Regions from separate parts of the Mus musculus genome. Here regions 2, 3 and 4 are each linked to region 1. The links are chromatin contacts, called in public HiChIP or PLAC-seq maps. All regions are on one chromosome and are shown on one strand. Each heading gives the region's core, a stretch centred on a gene start, on an enhancer-like site or on the middle of the called end of the contact. The rest is flanking DNA. Distances are from core to core; before and after follow the strand shown.

The links. HiChIP or PLAC-seq counts read pairs in DNA pulled down with a chosen protein or histone mark.
Region 2: a contact with region 1 is called in an H3K27ac HiChIP or PLAC-seq map of heart atrium, with 10 read pairs. The contact joins the promoter of Vim here to the enhancer-like site in region 1. A contact is called at or near these places in 6 of 39 promoter capture datasets (the 3T3-L1 cell line, the C10 cell line, hematopoietic stem and progenitor cells and 2 more), 5 of 484 Hi-C or Micro-C datasets (the C2C12 cell line, embryonic fibroblasts and muscle stem cells), 12 of 115 datasets of contacts at active chromatin or transcription factors (bone marrow-derived macrophages, cardiomyocytes, craniofacial prominence and 8 more) and 3 of 9 other capture datasets (adipose tissue, liver and pancreatic islet).
Region 3: an H3K27ac HiChIP or PLAC-seq map of embryonic fibroblasts shows a contact between it and region 1, with 19 read pairs. The contact joins two enhancer-like sites. A contact is called at or near these places in 1 of 15 datasets of contacts at CTCF or cohesin (the NIH/3T3 cell line), 6 of 484 Hi-C or Micro-C datasets (the C2C12 cell line, beige adipocytes, bone marrow-derived macrophages and 3 more), 4 of 115 datasets of contacts at active chromatin or transcription factors (embryonic fibroblasts, fibro-adipogenic progenitors, heart atrium and 1 more) and 2 of 9 other capture datasets (adipose tissue and liver).
Region 4: a contact with region 1 is called in an H3K27ac HiChIP or PLAC-seq map of heart atrium, with 7 read pairs. The contact joins two enhancer-like sites. A contact is called at or near these places in 1 of 15 datasets of contacts at CTCF or cohesin (the NIH/3T3 cell line), 9 of 484 Hi-C or Micro-C datasets (B cells, CD4 single positive thymocytes, CD8 T cells and 6 more), 3 of 115 datasets of contacts at active chromatin or transcription factors (epiblast stem cells, extraembryonic endoderm stem cells and heart atrium) and 3 of 9 other capture datasets (adipose tissue, liver and pancreatic islet).

Annotation. Positions count from the first base shown.
Region 1 is chr2:13,450,004-13,453,640 of GRCm38.p6, forward strand. The region is part of intron 17 of Cubn (cubilin (intrinsic factor-cobalamin receptor)); the gene reads right to left. Among named protein-coding and RNA genes, the nearest start is that of Cubn, 40 kb to the right of the region's middle. Within about 2 kb of position 1,843, at least 86 of the 459 cell types and tissues checked have an H3K27ac peak or open chromatin away from gene starts, as enhancers often do. A contact at or near this core is called in the NIH/3T3 cell line, adipose tissue, embryonic fibroblasts and 5 more, where this site is marked.
Region 2 is chr2:13,572,318-13,575,954 of GRCm38.p6, forward strand. It overlaps Vim (vimentin), which reads left to right and starts at 1,994. Exons shown (of 9, transcript NM_011701.4): 1 at 1,994-2,677; 2 at 3,224-3,284. The coding sequence starts at 2,115.
Region 3 is chr2:13,524,764-13,528,400 of GRCm38.p6, forward strand. It overlaps Trdmt1 (tRNA aspartic acid methyltransferase 1), which reads right to left. Exons shown (of 11, transcript NM_010067.4): 3 at 855-931. Among named protein-coding and RNA genes, the nearest start is that of Trdmt1, 18 kb to the right of the region's middle. Within about 2 kb of position 1,633, at least 44 of the 459 cell types and tissues checked have an H3K27ac peak or open chromatin away from gene starts, as enhancers often do. A contact at or near this core is called in the NIH/3T3 cell line, embryonic fibroblasts and pancreatic cancer cells, where this site is marked.
Region 4 is chr2:13,383,677-13,387,313 of GRCm38.p6, forward strand. Cubn (cubilin (intrinsic factor-cobalamin receptor)) reads right to left here. Exons shown (of 67, transcript NM_001081084.2): 30 at 194-368. Among named protein-coding and RNA genes, the nearest start is that of Cubn, 110 kb to the right of the region's middle. Within about 2 kb of position 2,100, at least 157 of the 459 cell types and tissues checked have an H3K27ac peak or open chromatin away from gene starts, as enhancers often do. A contact at or near this core is called in the NIH/3T3 cell line, adipose tissue, embryonic fibroblasts and 2 more, where this site is marked.

The sequences.
Region 1 (3,637 bases), core at 593-3,092:
TTCTGCAAAGGTAAGAACGGAAGCTATTTTAAAAGGTCAGCCATGTGAGAGAATCGCATGCCACTCCACTGAGTCAGGCTCATACCAGTTCCTTAGTCTAAGCTCTTGACATCTGCAACACGAATTTCTTATTCTTAAGTCAAGTTATGCTACTTGACTGAAAAGCAAGTTTCAGAGGGACAAGAAAGTGTCCCTTTAGTATCTCACAAAACCAAACCAAACCAAACCAAACCAAACCAAACCAAACCAAACCAAACCAAACCAAACCAGACCAGACCAAACCAAACCAAACCAAAAGACAAGCAAAACAAAGCCTGTAAACAGGCATTTATAGCATTTGATACATTCCTGTTGATCAATTAACGTGAGAGTGCACAATCTTCAATTCAGTCTTTAACAGAGGCAGCATACATACTGCTGCTCCCGAAGACTAGAACACAGGAAACTCGAGTAATATGGTACCCTGCTCTCATCCCCTGGGTTCTATTTGCTTCTTCTACAATCATTGTCTCTCATTTCTATTAGTCCATTAGAAGATGACAAGAAGGAAGAAAAACAGCCAGGCAGCATTGGAGCTAGGTGAAGTGGCCGGTCCCCTGGGTCCTGATTAATGAAGCTCAAGGACGTTAGCAAGGGAATGCAGCTGCCATCCAGATGTTATGAGAGAGGCTTTCAGGCCTCAAGGGCACTAGTCCTGGAAGGTACAATTGATTTTGGCTGTATTTCTCTTTGTGGAAGGAAACCTTATTAATTCTGAAAGCCTGTATTCTCTCTGGACCTCAGGCACAGCAGTACTTTAACCATCACATTTTAAAGAGAGATACTGGAATAAAATTTATCAACTGCTTGAACTGATCCCAAATTCACTTGTACTTAATGACTAAGCACTTGTAAATTTGTACTCTCACCCAAAAGAAATCTCTTTTCTTTGTGCTTGGAAGCTAGAATAGACTATCTCATACTTCGTAATTACTGACTGCTTTTATGTGAGAGGATTGAATATCTATTCTCTGTCATGTGACTTGCCATGCCTCCCGATGGAACATGAACACTTATCCTTCCCATTGACTATGGGCTTTGCCACAGCAATTGCTCAGCCTTGAGGAATGTGAGTAGCCGTGATGAACCTGTGTACATAGAGGCCTTGACTGTCAGTGGGTGACTCAAACATTCTTTGCTTTTCCTCTTGAGAAATCAGGAGTCTGGGTCCTACAAAGCCAAAGCCATATCAACAGAGCCTCAAGCAGAACAGATTCCAAAACAACATGTTGACAGGGGTAGGAAATAAACACACAAATGAACCATGAGGTGGATTTTGCTTGTTATCACTTTTGATTTGCCTGGGGAACATTATTAATTGCTTACCATAAAACAACCTAGAGAAAGATAACTAATATTGAAACCGGGTTTGTAGTAACCAAGTTTCCCTTCTTTTAAGAAGTCATGGATATCACACAATGGTCCCTTGCAGAGGGAGTACAGTAAATTCACCAATTTGGTGGTCACATTTGCAAAGGAACTACAGGTCCTGGTGCAAAACACCAGTGTTGTGTGAACGAGGCTCGGGTTTCTCCAGGATTTAGTTTGTTTCACTGTATAAGTGTGGGTGCTTGTGTTTGTACAGGTGCACATTTATGTTAGGGTACACACGTGTGTGAGGGGGCACACACATGTAGAAGCCAAGGGGCCCTTAGTGTGTCATCCTGAAAAAATGCCATCTGCCTCCTTTGAGACGAAGTTTCTAATTGGCCTGGAGCTCACAAACTGCGATAGTCTGGATGACCTTAGGGAGCCTCCTGTCCTAAATATCCCAGGCACTGGGATTACAAACATGTTCCTGCACATGGGTTAGGAATTAAACTCAGGCCCTCGTGCTTGCAAGGTTAGTTCCTTAGCAAGTGAGCACTGCTGACTGTCTCTCTAGGATTTATTTATTCATTTTGTAAATGCTGAGTATTACAAACCCAGAGCCCCAGGATATAACGAATAACTCAGGCTTATGAAGTATTGCAAATGGCATTTAGAGGTTGAACTAGCTCCTAAAGAAAAAGTACTCATTAAACCCTGAGTTCTTGTAAAGGAACTATTTCCTGTACAGATAGCTAAGATTAACTGGGCTGCAAAACACAGTTCACACGAAATTTTAAATGTGAACTGCAGAGCTGAGTGAGCAAGAGGCTTTGACATGTGGAATAGATCAGGTCTCAAAGCCTTGGCTTAATGCTCGCATGTGTCTTTCTGTGTGCTAACTACCCAGATTTGTTTTTACACTCCAGACTCTAAAATCCATTTAAGTATGAAATCTTAACTCAAAGCAAATCAAATATTCTGAGACAAGGAGGTTTGGACGATACCAGGGTGGAAAAGAGAGCCTGGCCGTATGGTAACGTTCAATGTATGAACTGTGAAGTCATACTCCCTGTGAATTGAATTGCAGGCTGACGGATAACACAATAGCAGAGAGACCTGATCTTAGACACTGTGTTAGGCTAATCGGGGCAAGAGAGGAAAGGACTGTAGCATCACCCCAAATGAGAGAATAGCATGCAGGGGATAGATGATGAGAGATAACAGGCAGTGTCTGAGTAATAATGATATTACTTGATTTTTAAATGAACTTTTTAAGATCAAGAAAATGTGATCTATTTTTTTTTCCAGAAGTATCTTCTCTCCTGATTACAAGCTCAGCATGCAATCCTCTCTCTTCTCCTTCCCATTCTCATCGTGGATGTGCTGTCGTGGCCACTCACTGGGGTGGGCACAATGCTAAGAGACTGATAATAACCTCAGGCTCTCAGAAGACACCCCAACCTCTTCATCTCTTTATCGTTATATATGGAGACAAGAGCTTAGCACTTCCCTTACTGGTTTCTTTCTGTCTTTGTGATTCTAGTCACATTAGTCTGGTTTTATGTTTGTTTGGATTTTATTTCTTTTGTTTTGGCTTTGGTTTATCCTATGTCTACCTTATTCAGCCTCTGGGACTGTGTTGGCCACTGTACCTGGCACCCTTGGTTTTTTGTTTGTTTGTTTGTTTGTTTGTTTGTTTGTTTTAATATTTCTGTTGCCAACTGCTCAACCATATACCCACTAAGTACTGTCCCCAGGGGAGCCATTTCCAACCAGTCATAATAGGATTCAAGTCAAGAGCTCTATACATTTCTTTCATAGTATATTTCTCACATGTATAATACATTTTTAATTTTTTATCATAAATATAAGATTATTTCCATGTCTGTGGGGAGTGGAGGAGGCCCGGGTGAGTAAAGTTCTGAGTGATTGTGTGGTGTTGATATGGAAGTGGCCATGCCAAGGACCTTAGCCTCAGACCCACGAGAAAATATCAAAGCTTTCCCCTGGGATGAGGCTCAAAGCCTTCCTATGCCCTGTGTGCAGATGTTGACAGTGTGGGGGGGAAACGTTCACCATCCCTTTCTCCCTGTGGACATCTATGGCCTGAAGACTCCTCTCCTATGGTGATTGCTCCTACTGAAGCCAGCTAAACCCGTCTCCTTGTTCATTTATATACAATAGTTCCATTTCCTTGTTTGTCTGTAAGTAGTATTCCAGCTTCTTGTTAAGCTGTATGCAAGAACCCTGCCTCTCCACCCAACTGAATATAATTAGTAAGCTAAGC
Region 2 (3,637 bases), core at 744-3,243, 120 kb after region 1:
GGTGACATTTGCTGAACCATGGCTTGAATAAAAGGCTCTCAGTGTGCAGAATGGTAACGTGAGGCACAGGCTAACCCTGGCAGTGCTCTCTGGAAAGGACCCACAGCCTCTCTTTGAAAGGAGAATAAAGAAAGGCACAGCAGGAGAGCTGGGTCCCAGAGAGTCCTGCAGGCAACCTTGACCGCAGCATTCCCAGAACTGACTGAGATGAGGTGCACAAAGGGTTGCTTCAAAGAGTCTTGTACAAAAAAGCTAGCATAAATCCTGCACGTGTCTCTAAACGGCCTTTCTTAATTGCCAGGTAAGCTGGGAACACTCTGTGCTCCAAAGAAAAACAAAAGCAAAAACAAAATACAAGCTCCTTTTCCTTCCCTATTCACTAATGGACCCATCTCCCAGTTTGTTTGTTTTTGTTTCAGTACTCCACAAATCCCAAACCAAAAGAAACTGTAATTTTTCTATCCGTGCTTAATCACAAAGGGCCTAACTTCCCTTTCTTGAAAAGTCCTTTTCCCTTGGAGAACGGAGACCCCTTAGTCTTGCCTAGAAGCAAACGTGAAGCAATAGCCTTGAGCTGGTCATTTTCCCTTTGAAAAGGTGACAGTCGCTGCATCTCAACACTCTGAACCTTTTGTTTTGTGGACAGTTGTCGCCATTTCAAGTTAGATTTCATGATTTTTCTTTGTGGAAAATAGGATCTGTGGCGTTGCCCAGACAAGTCACTAGAATCTTCTCCCCTGCATCGCTGCTCTAAAATCTACAGAAATCTGTTTCTTCAGTTTATCACTTGAGCTACATAACTGCCTTTCTTCCGAACTCATTCACCGAATTGGATTTTTTAGCAAAACCCAATGGTTTCTTGTCCGACTTGCTTATCTTCTAATGCAGTCCACTTTCAGAAAGGCCGAGATCACTGGGCTTGCTTTTGAAATTACCAAAGTAGTTTCCTCTTTCACCCAGAACTTAGGGTGTGGTTTCATGCAGGAAAGAGAGAGAGAGAAAGAAAGAGAGAAAGGGGGAGGGAGGGAAGGAGGGAGGGAGGGAGCTTTTGTCGTCAGGGGTGGGGATGGGGGTAGGGGTGTGTGGATGTGTTTTGTGGCTCTCCCGGGTCTGCAAGAGTTTCTTTCTAAGGAGAACTCTCCACACTTCCCCAACAATCACAAGAACGGTTATTCTCAAAGTTGGTTTAAAACTTCGGACAATGAATGAGCTTAGCGCTCTTGGAGTCTGGAGTCAATCTCAACTAACGGTTTTCCTGAACCGCTAGACGATCTCACCCTCAGGGCTCCATGAGTCATATCCACTGACTCAGCGACCCCACCCCGTCCCCTGGGCTTTACTCCAGAGGCAGTGGCTCCTAATCCTCTCTAGTTGAACTGAGTCCGTTAGATCAGGGGATATGACCACGTCAAACAAGCCCTCTGCAAAGGTCTTGAGCCAGATATCTTGGGCTGTGTGCTTCTCCACCCCCAATCTCGGGCCCTCTTTGTTTCTCTCTCCCCGGCTTCCGATCTGCAGGACTGCTTTTGCAGGCTCTTCCTGCTCCTCCGCTCTCGGATCTCCCCACCCACCCAGTCCCAGAAGACCGCAGATCTGCGACTGCGACCACGCCCCTCCTACCAGCGCGCCTAGTCCCACGCCCCTTTGGCCCAGTGCCAGGGATCGCTTTACTCAACTTTCCAGAGCCCCCCTTCCTTCCCCCATGAATCCTTCCCGCGATCCCTTCTTTCTCAGCACCCAAGGGTGAGTAGAGAGTTCGGGTGATCACCAGGAAAGCCCCTGAAAGGCCTAGCACTTCCAATTAGTAACAGGACTGTGCTTGATACCCTACAGCCCTGGAGGAAGGCTCGAGGGGAGCTCCCTCCCCCACCCCCCTTCCTCACTTCTTTCCGGGTCCCCATTGGCTGGCTCGCTCGGCGGCTAGGATGGCAGTGGGAGGGGACCCTCTTTCCTAACAGTGTTATAAAAGCAGCGCCCTTGGCGTTGTCCAGTCCTCTGCCACTCTTGCTCCGGGACCCCAGAGACCCCAGCGCTCCTACGATTCACAGCCACCGCGCCCTCATTCCCTTGTTGCAGTTTTTCCAGCCGCAGCAAGCCAGCCCACCTTCGAAGCCATGTCTACCAGGTCTGTGTCCTCGTCCTCCTACCGCAGGATGTTCGGTGGCTCCGGCACATCGAGCCGGCCCAGCTCCAACCGGAGCTATGTGACCACGTCCACACGCACCTACAGTCTGGGCAGCGCACTGCGCCCCAGCACTAGCCGCAGCCTCTATTCCTCATCCCCCGGTGGCGCCTATGTGACCCGGTCCTCGGCAGTGCGCCTGCGGAGCAGCGTGCCGGGCGTGCGGCTGCTTCAAGACTCGGTGGACTTCTCGCTGGCCGACGCCATCAACACTGAGTTCAAGAACACCCGCACCAACGAGAAGGTAGAACTGCAGGAGCTGAATGACCGCTTTGCCAACTACATCGACAAGGTGCGCTTCCTCGAGCAGCAGAACAAAATCCTGCTGGCTGAGCTCGAGCAGCTCAAGGGCCAGGGCAAGTCGCGCCTGGGCGACCTGTACGAGGAGGAGATGCGGGAGCTGCGCCGGCAGGTGGATCAGCTCACCAACGACAAGGCCCGTGTCGAGGTGGAGCGGGACAACCTGGCCGAGGACATCATGCGGCTGCGAGAGAAGTAAGGCCTGACCTACGCGAGTGGTGGGGTGTGGGAGGGAGGGGAGTCCTGGGCCTTGCACTGGGGCTGCCACGCCCTTGGGGATGTGGCTGGGGTGGCGGTTGTCTGGAGGATAGCAGAGGAAGCGGGCCCCACCCTGAACCTAAACTTTGCAGTGAACATTTCTCTTTTCGCCTCACTCAAGCACTTCCATTGAACTTTTTAGAAAGTTTCTTAGGTCCTTCTTCTGGGCTTACAGTTACCAGACAGGAGGAAAGAATGGGTGTGAAGGGTTCCAGACAAAGAGATGGCAAAGGCATCTGGGATATTGGGACAGGGGATTGGCTGTAATTGTAAGGGAAGGGCAGTGATTGTCTTTTCCAGTGTGCCCCAACTCCAGCTAACACCTGCAGAGAGCTGCCACCTCGACAAGTTGCAGTAACTACTGTGGGTGGAGGTGTCACAGCAGCTCTGGACTCAAGGCTTGGCGGCATTTGTGGTTGGGTGTGGCCGCCCCGCCCCTGGCGGTTTTCCAGTTCCCCTTTGATTAATGTGCTGCTGCTTCAGATTGCAGGAGGAGATGCTCCAGAGAGAGGAAGCCGAAAGCACCCTGCAGTCATTCAGACAGGTTTGTAGACTTCTTTTTCACATGCAGCCAGCAGCCCAATGGAGCCAACCCGCGAGCGGTTCTAAAAGTTACTTCCCTTAGGTTTTAAAAGGTGCAGAACTTCACGTCTGCTTGTAAAGCCCCCTGGCGGCGGAAAGCGCACAGATTGAAAAACTCCACTATTTAGGGCAGTCTTTGGAACATGAAGGCTTTATTTTCTGCTTCGTTTCCAGATTTTTCTGATCCCCCACACCCCCGAAACATTTCTCCTTTCGTTTTTTGAAACATATCGACATTCGGATATTGAATGGTTACAATTTGATTACATTGTGGATTGTGAAGGTGAAATTGGCTAACTTTCACAAGGTCATAAA
Region 3 (3,637 bases), core at 383-2,882, 75 kb after region 1:
TTAAAATAATTTATACTATTAAATAGTGAAAATGATCTAGGTTTAATTTAAGACACAGTTCTTGTTAAAAATATTAAATTTGAAATGAGAAATTATAATGTGACTATGAAAAATCTGAATTATAATATTAATTTTGAGAAATACACAAATTGTAAATGTATGCTAAAATTTTTCACAAATTACTTACATATAAAATATTTCTTAAGGGAATTCTGTTTCACTGATCAGAATTAGCTATGAATTCAAGAGGTGAAAAATTTAAAGTGAGTAACATAATCTGAAAGAAAATAAATGTACCTTAGATATACCTATAACATAGCATTACGTATTTACTGTTGATCAAATTATTTTGCTATTCTGACTGTAACTGCGGATTCCTATGCTCGATGATGAATTATCAATATCTAAAATGAAGGGATATATTTACAGAGCATTTTAAAGCTTTGAAAGTGCAGAAGATGGCCTAGTCAACCATCAATGGGAGAAGAGGCCCTTGGTCTTGGGAAGATTCTATGCCCCAGTACAAGGGAATGCCAGGGCCAGGAAGCAGGAGTAGGTGGGTTGGGGAGCAGGGTGGGGGGAGGGGATAGGGAGCTTTGGGGATAGCATTTGAAATGTAAATGAAGAAAATATCTAATAAAAAAATTGTAAAAACAAAAAGTGCAGCTTAAGCTTTTAAAGTTCTTTGATTTTCCCTTCTCCTTTCTTTCCTCTTTTTATCTCCCTTTTGGTGAGGGTGAGATATGTGTCATAATTTAAACCCAGGGCCTCAACGCATGCTGGGCAAGAATTTACTTAGCTGTATTTTCAGCCCATATACTCTTCCCAAAGAGAAAAACACTTATTACACATACCTTGTGAATGGCTGGCATGGAGGGCTCATTAAAATCATATTGAAAGATAGCTTGTCAAAGTCTTCCAGTGAAATACCCTAAGAAAGAAACATTTGAAAGAAAAAACAGACAGAATGAAGAGAAGACTAGACAGAACTAAAGCCATCAGAGATCACAGTTTCCATACCACAGCACAGCTTTACAACGCAGCTTCAGTTACACTAGCCTCCGTCCAAAGCAACTTTGTGAAGAAGCTGTGCGGCTGTGCGGAGGCACAGTGACTTCGTCCACAGCACTAATTCCTCTGTGAAGACTCAGGTGTAATGCTGTCGTTTTTGGACTCGACCATGTAGAACTTATTTTGTAATCAACTATATTGGGAAAGGTCTGGGGATCTTTAAGTGCCCATCTATTAATATGCTTCTCTGTTCAGTGAGTGTGTAGTGATGAGTAGCTGCACTCTTGTCTAGTGCTCTCTGCTGATTTACTAGCAAATCAAAAGGCCTCATGTTCAGATACCAGCAAGTAGTTTATTGTTTTGTCCTTAGCACAAGGAACTTCAAATGATTATACACAGGAGTAATTAAAATAACACCTAACTTGTTCCTTTTACACATGCATATAAAACGCATATATGTGTACACAGATCAGAAGATAAACAATGAGAACACATGTCAGGGATTTGCCAATACTCCTTAAGCAGTCTTGGCCAGAAATGTAGAAAGAATAGACCAGCATAGCAACCTCTATAATTTTTATGACAAATCTCTAACAAGTTTGTGTAAATTGGTAAAGCAGGAAATTTCTGAAGAGTGAGTTGACCTGGGAATGAGTCAGCTGTCTCTGTTAAGTTAGTGACATACACAAGGGCAGAAAATAACATGGATCTTGAGGAAGTACTCATTTTTTCTAATTTTATTACAAGAGATTAAAATGTTCAGAAAAAGTCAGGCAGTGGTGGCACACGCCTTTAATCCCAGCACTCAGGAGGCAGAGGCAGGCAGATTTCTGAGTTCGAGAGCAGCCTGGTCTACAGAGTGAGTTTCAGCACAGCCAGGGCTACACAGAGAAACCCTGTCTTGAAAAACCAAAAAAAAAAAAAAAAAAAAAAAAAAAAAAAAAAAAAAGGGGGGTGGGGGCAGAGGGGGCTGTAGAGATGGCTCAACAGTTAACAGCACTGACTGCTCTTCCAGAGGTCCTGAATTCAATTCCCAGCAACCACATGGTGGCTCACAGTCATCTCTAATGGGATCCGATGCCCTCTTCTGGTGTGTGTCTGAAGACAGCTGCAATGTACTCATATAAATAATAAATAAATCTTTAAAAGGACAGATGGATCCTGCTGCAATGATAATGAAATGTGTTCAGAAAAAGACACCAAATTTTATGAATGCTTTCAGATGTAGTGTTCCTCTTTCCAAAACAGGTTCATTAAATAATAGCAATAAAATCTTTACTTGTAATACTAGTGCATTTCTGAAAGGAAGGCCACTTTAGTCACATTACAAGCATCCTTCAGATATGCTTCTGATCAATTTGCTCACGTTTTATTTATAGCTATGAAGCCTGTACTTACAAGACAATGGTTTTCCTATCTTGTAGCATAGAACTGACAAACAATGGAAACTTCCAGCTGGCTACTTCTATCCCATCCTTCCCTGTGAAAGTATTTTATACACTATATCTACAGCAATTTGATGTCCCCTGAGGACTATACCAGGTGGCATGCTAATCTCTTGTCTGAAGTCATTTATCAGTGTCAGCTGAGTCCCTTTCATCCTTTATCCACATTTTCCTTCATCATCTGTTCACTTTATAAGTACAATATGTTCCTTCATTCAGCAATTGTACCATTTACATGGCAGTCATTGTCGTATTCAACAATGAACAAGCTCAGTGAAGTGTCTGCTTGTGAAATCTATACACTAGTCACTAGTGATTTTCCTCTTGTTAGCTAGATAAATGAACTGAGTACTCTGATTTTATCTATAGCTTTTTGACTAAGGAGTTCCACCTATATGTGATGTTTCAGCTCAACCGCAGATGATAACAGACTTCTCTGGCAGGCTTTCTGGGAAAAGCTGCCTTTTTCAAGGCCACCCTGGTACACAGCCAGAATTGTATCAACGTGTCTGAAGGGAGCTGCAGTCAAGGTCTTGCTGCCTTGGACAATCATGCTCTTAGCACAGCTATCTTCCCGGTCTCAGAGTGTCCATTCATTCTAAATGAACCCATTTCTCCATCCAGAAATTTTGCCTATCAGAAGTCACCTGCTACTGCCTGCTAGAGCCGAGGGAAGAGACTGAAGGACAATCCTCCCCACAATATCTCAGTATATAGCACACTTCCAGTCCTGGGCCTCCCACTCACCCTGGCCTCACGCCACTGCTCCCTAAGCAGGGAAACAGCCTCCACCTGACTCAAGGTAAATCCGTTCAGGGTCTCCTTAGAACCTGGCTGATACTTTCTGACCTAACCTGTATACGTTAACTGAAAAGGTCAGACTCATAGAGGCAGAATGAACTGGTTGAAAACAGTAGTTGAAGAGTACCCAGCTTCAGGTAAGGCCCAGGAGTGAGTCCAGGCAATCTATTACACAGCATGGTGATGGACACTGTACCTGAAACTGCCCAGCAGGCTCACACAAAGTAGGAATGTAGGGGAGGAATATGCCAGTCTGCTCAGTTTAACCATTTTGCTGCATCATATGTGAATATATAAAAATCACATGCCATAAATAGATATAAAAGATACTCTTCCATGGTCCTTACAAACACACACATTAACAAACTGACCCTTGTTTA
Region 4 (3,637 bases), core at 850-3,349, 66 kb before region 1:
CCAACCACCTCAATTCTGCTCGTACATGGACTGATTGGCTTATTCATATCCTTAGAACGTTAAACCCTGTCATGATATTGAGAAGTCACAAAGTCATTAAGGGATAACTCTCATGTCTTCTTCTAATAATTTTGTAAAATTCATCTAGGCTTCAGCTCAAAAGCTTACAGCATGATTCCGTAGGTTCACCTACCTCCAGGGACTGCTCGCCATGAGGCATTGAAACCTCTTCCATTTAAAGAGCTGTCTGTCTTAAATCGGATTGCTAGTTCATTATCAGTGCTGGAAATCTGCATGGGATTCGCCGATGGTGATCGAGAACACAACTGGGCTATTCTTGGAGAGTGAAAATCAAGACCTGTGTAGATCTAACAAGGATGCAAAAAAAAAAAAAAAAAAAAAGGACATTAGTTAAAAGATAAATCTAGACATATCAGCCCTGTTTTGAGCTCATTTTTGCAACCAATTCTTGGACTCTATTATGATTAGTAATTGTACTTAGCCTCCCTTGGTGGGATCAACTATAAACCTGAAATGAGTATTTATAGGCACTCCCTCTGCCTTAGGAACACACACTTTCAATCACTTACAAAATACCTATTTGCTTCATCTGATAGAAAACACCCAGACTACTCTAGGATCTTTTCTATCTTTTGCTTTCTTCTTTCTCATCAGTCTGGGGATTCTTGCTTTCTCTGGAGAGACATTGCATATAATATAGTATAAAGATTGATTTTTCTAAGTCTTGGAAGTCTCAGGTGAAAGCTGGTTTTGCTTTTGAATGTTGAGTTCACTAAAGGCTGTTGATTATCTAGTTATACTTTTAGGAAATCTCATCTATCCTGAAAATTGGATATTTTACAAGATTAGGAGTAAAACATAACAGGTATGTTTCTTCAGAGGAAATCAAAATACAACCTGCAAAAGTATATTCTGGAAATCACAGAAGTGACATGCATTCCCCATGTCTGCACTGAAGAGCATGGCCAGGATCTCCTATCTCCCATGTGGAAACCCTCCAAGTCTGTCTCACATGGCTGCAACCCTCATGGATACCTCGAAATTTGCCCAACTGTATAACTGACTGGGATCCCTCAACTCAGTGGTACATTCTATAGAAAGGGGTTTTCTTTCCTAAGCCCTATTCCAGCAGAGCTCACATGCTGAACACTTATCTTAAGTGTGCATGGACTAGGGGTGAAGGGAAGATAAGACTTAAAGAAACAAACACTGACACTCGTACTCCCATATCCAAGGTTTCATCAAAGTTGCTTTGTAGAAGGCAGAGCAGTTTGGATGAGAGTTTTCATGCATGTTTGTGTCTGAGTCCTTCACAGCACCCAGGGCCAAAGCCAGGCAGGAAGGCAGCTCTGGGTAATGTCTCAATGGGCAGCACCCCTTCACCTCTCACTGGGCCTCCCTCCTCCTGCTCCTCCCTTCCTTCCTCACTCTCAAGCCCTCAGCTGACTGATAGGGAATTCACTGGAGAGTTCCCTGGGGGAGACAGTGAGAACAAGAAACCTACTTTGGAGGAGAAGTACATGACTTGAATCTATAATGATTTCTTTGTCTGATTAATCCACCCTCCCTCCCCCACCCCCCACCCCCGCCCCAGCCCCCAGTAAAGCAAGAATTAAAGTAAGAAGAAACTGCTGTTTCCCAGAGGGCTGAACACAAGGCCAGTAACTGCAAAGGAATGAAGCCAGCAACTGCTCTGGGCTTATTTTCATTAGGAGATGATGTTTAGTGTTTGGGAGGCCCTGAAAAGGCCATAAAAAGCAGAGCTTCAGGAAGAGCCTCCTTTGGCCCCTTCGACATACGCCCTTTCCCCATGTCTATCTTTCCTTCTGGCCCAGGCTACAGTCTCCAGCAAATGCAGCCAGCAGCCTGTGCTCCTAATCAAGGGAGTGCAACCACCAGCACATATTTCCAGAGAGCACGGAGCTGGCACTAGATGCTGACAAAGAAACCTACAAGTTGGCAAAATAATGTTTGTTTTCCTTGTTCATCTATTCCCCAGCGGTCATATTCATACCAGCTAGGAGTTGGCTAGGACTAGGAGCCTCCAAAAGAATAAACACTGCCACTTTGGACATTCTTTGCTTCCCCTGGTACTGGGCTGAACTCACAAATGACCATTGCTGAGAGGCCCTGTCTATGCTAACTGCCCACACCAAGCAATTGTCTTGTTTGATTGTGCCAGGGAGGGGATTTCCTCTCCTGGATGTTGATCCAGGCTCTGCACAGAGCTTTCTTGGAGACTGAAAACAAAACCATCCTGGGATTTCCATAACCAAAACAACAAAATGGCATTTTTTGGTGCCCATAAATAAAACTGATCATTAGCGTATGGTCACAAGTGGGAAAGGATGGAAAGAATTTCAGGGTGTGATTCATTCCACTCCAGTGTGACTAAACCCTGAAAATGGCATGCTGATCAGAGATTAAAGTGTGTTTTTAGCAAATGCCCAGGGTGGGGAGTATTTCAAAGCCTGCAGTGTTAATCTGTTCTGAGCATTGCTTTCTGCTCTGTTGGCTCCATTTATTTTGAAGACCAAGTCAGCATAACAGGATTATGGCAGTTGCTTTATGCAACTGGCCACTTTCTGGACAGTAATTCTTTAGGGAAAGAAATGGCTCCTGGTAAAACTTAGGGGACCCCAGAAAGTCCAATGTCTAGTGATGGTAATTTTCATTTGGCTGTGCTTGACAGGATTAAAAAAATAAGTGTGGAGTTGAGAAAGTTAGCCGTTTTTCTGGATCATACACTCATCTGGGTAACAGATTTAGAAATCGACTGTCAATATATTGTCAGTGACTAAGAAAAAAAAAAGCAAAGGAATGAAAAACAAAACAACCACAAAAAATACAGCCTCCTTATGCTCATTTTAACACTAGGTCACTACAGAACTTTCCATCTATGGCAGAGATATGAAAAAGGAGTTACTCTTTATAGCCTTTGGGGTCTTGACATATTCCTTCAAACTATGTTCTTAATAGAACTTAGGAGCCCACAGAACTCCCAGCTTGTCCTAATACATGTAAACTTGAGCAGGTTGCCAACTCTTGTCACAGACATCTTTGCGCTGGCATAGGACCACCTACCCCTAACAGTGCTACTTGCTGGCCAGAGTCTCTGCTGCCCTAGGCTTCGGAGGCTGCTTATAGAGAACGACACATCTCTGCTTTCTCATGTAATGGGAATGACAAGACCCAAAGCACAATGAACCCATTTACATTTTGCCAAGTGGGCACCAATGACATGTACTTGGAAGATGAAAATAAAGGGCTTGGAACCTGGAACAGTGCACATTCCTAACAGAGATTCAGCGGCCAGCCTTTTGTAAGCGTTATGGGTTTTATGAAACCATGTAGTATCTTTGTTGGTAGTGGAACCTGTTCAGCATCTCACGGGTTAGTGTTGGTGGTCTTTCTTCAAGCTATGAGGGTGAATTTTGGAAGGTGCCTTGTTCTTTCCTAAACCCCATTCCTCCTGTAAGATGGAGGCATCACATAGTAGCAGGACTGTCACTGAGAAGGCACTGTCTCCTTGCAGAGGGAACTGGGGTGCTGAATATAATTCCTAGTGAGTATACCTATCATTAGGGGACAGATTGCTTAAGAACTCTGTTTCTTC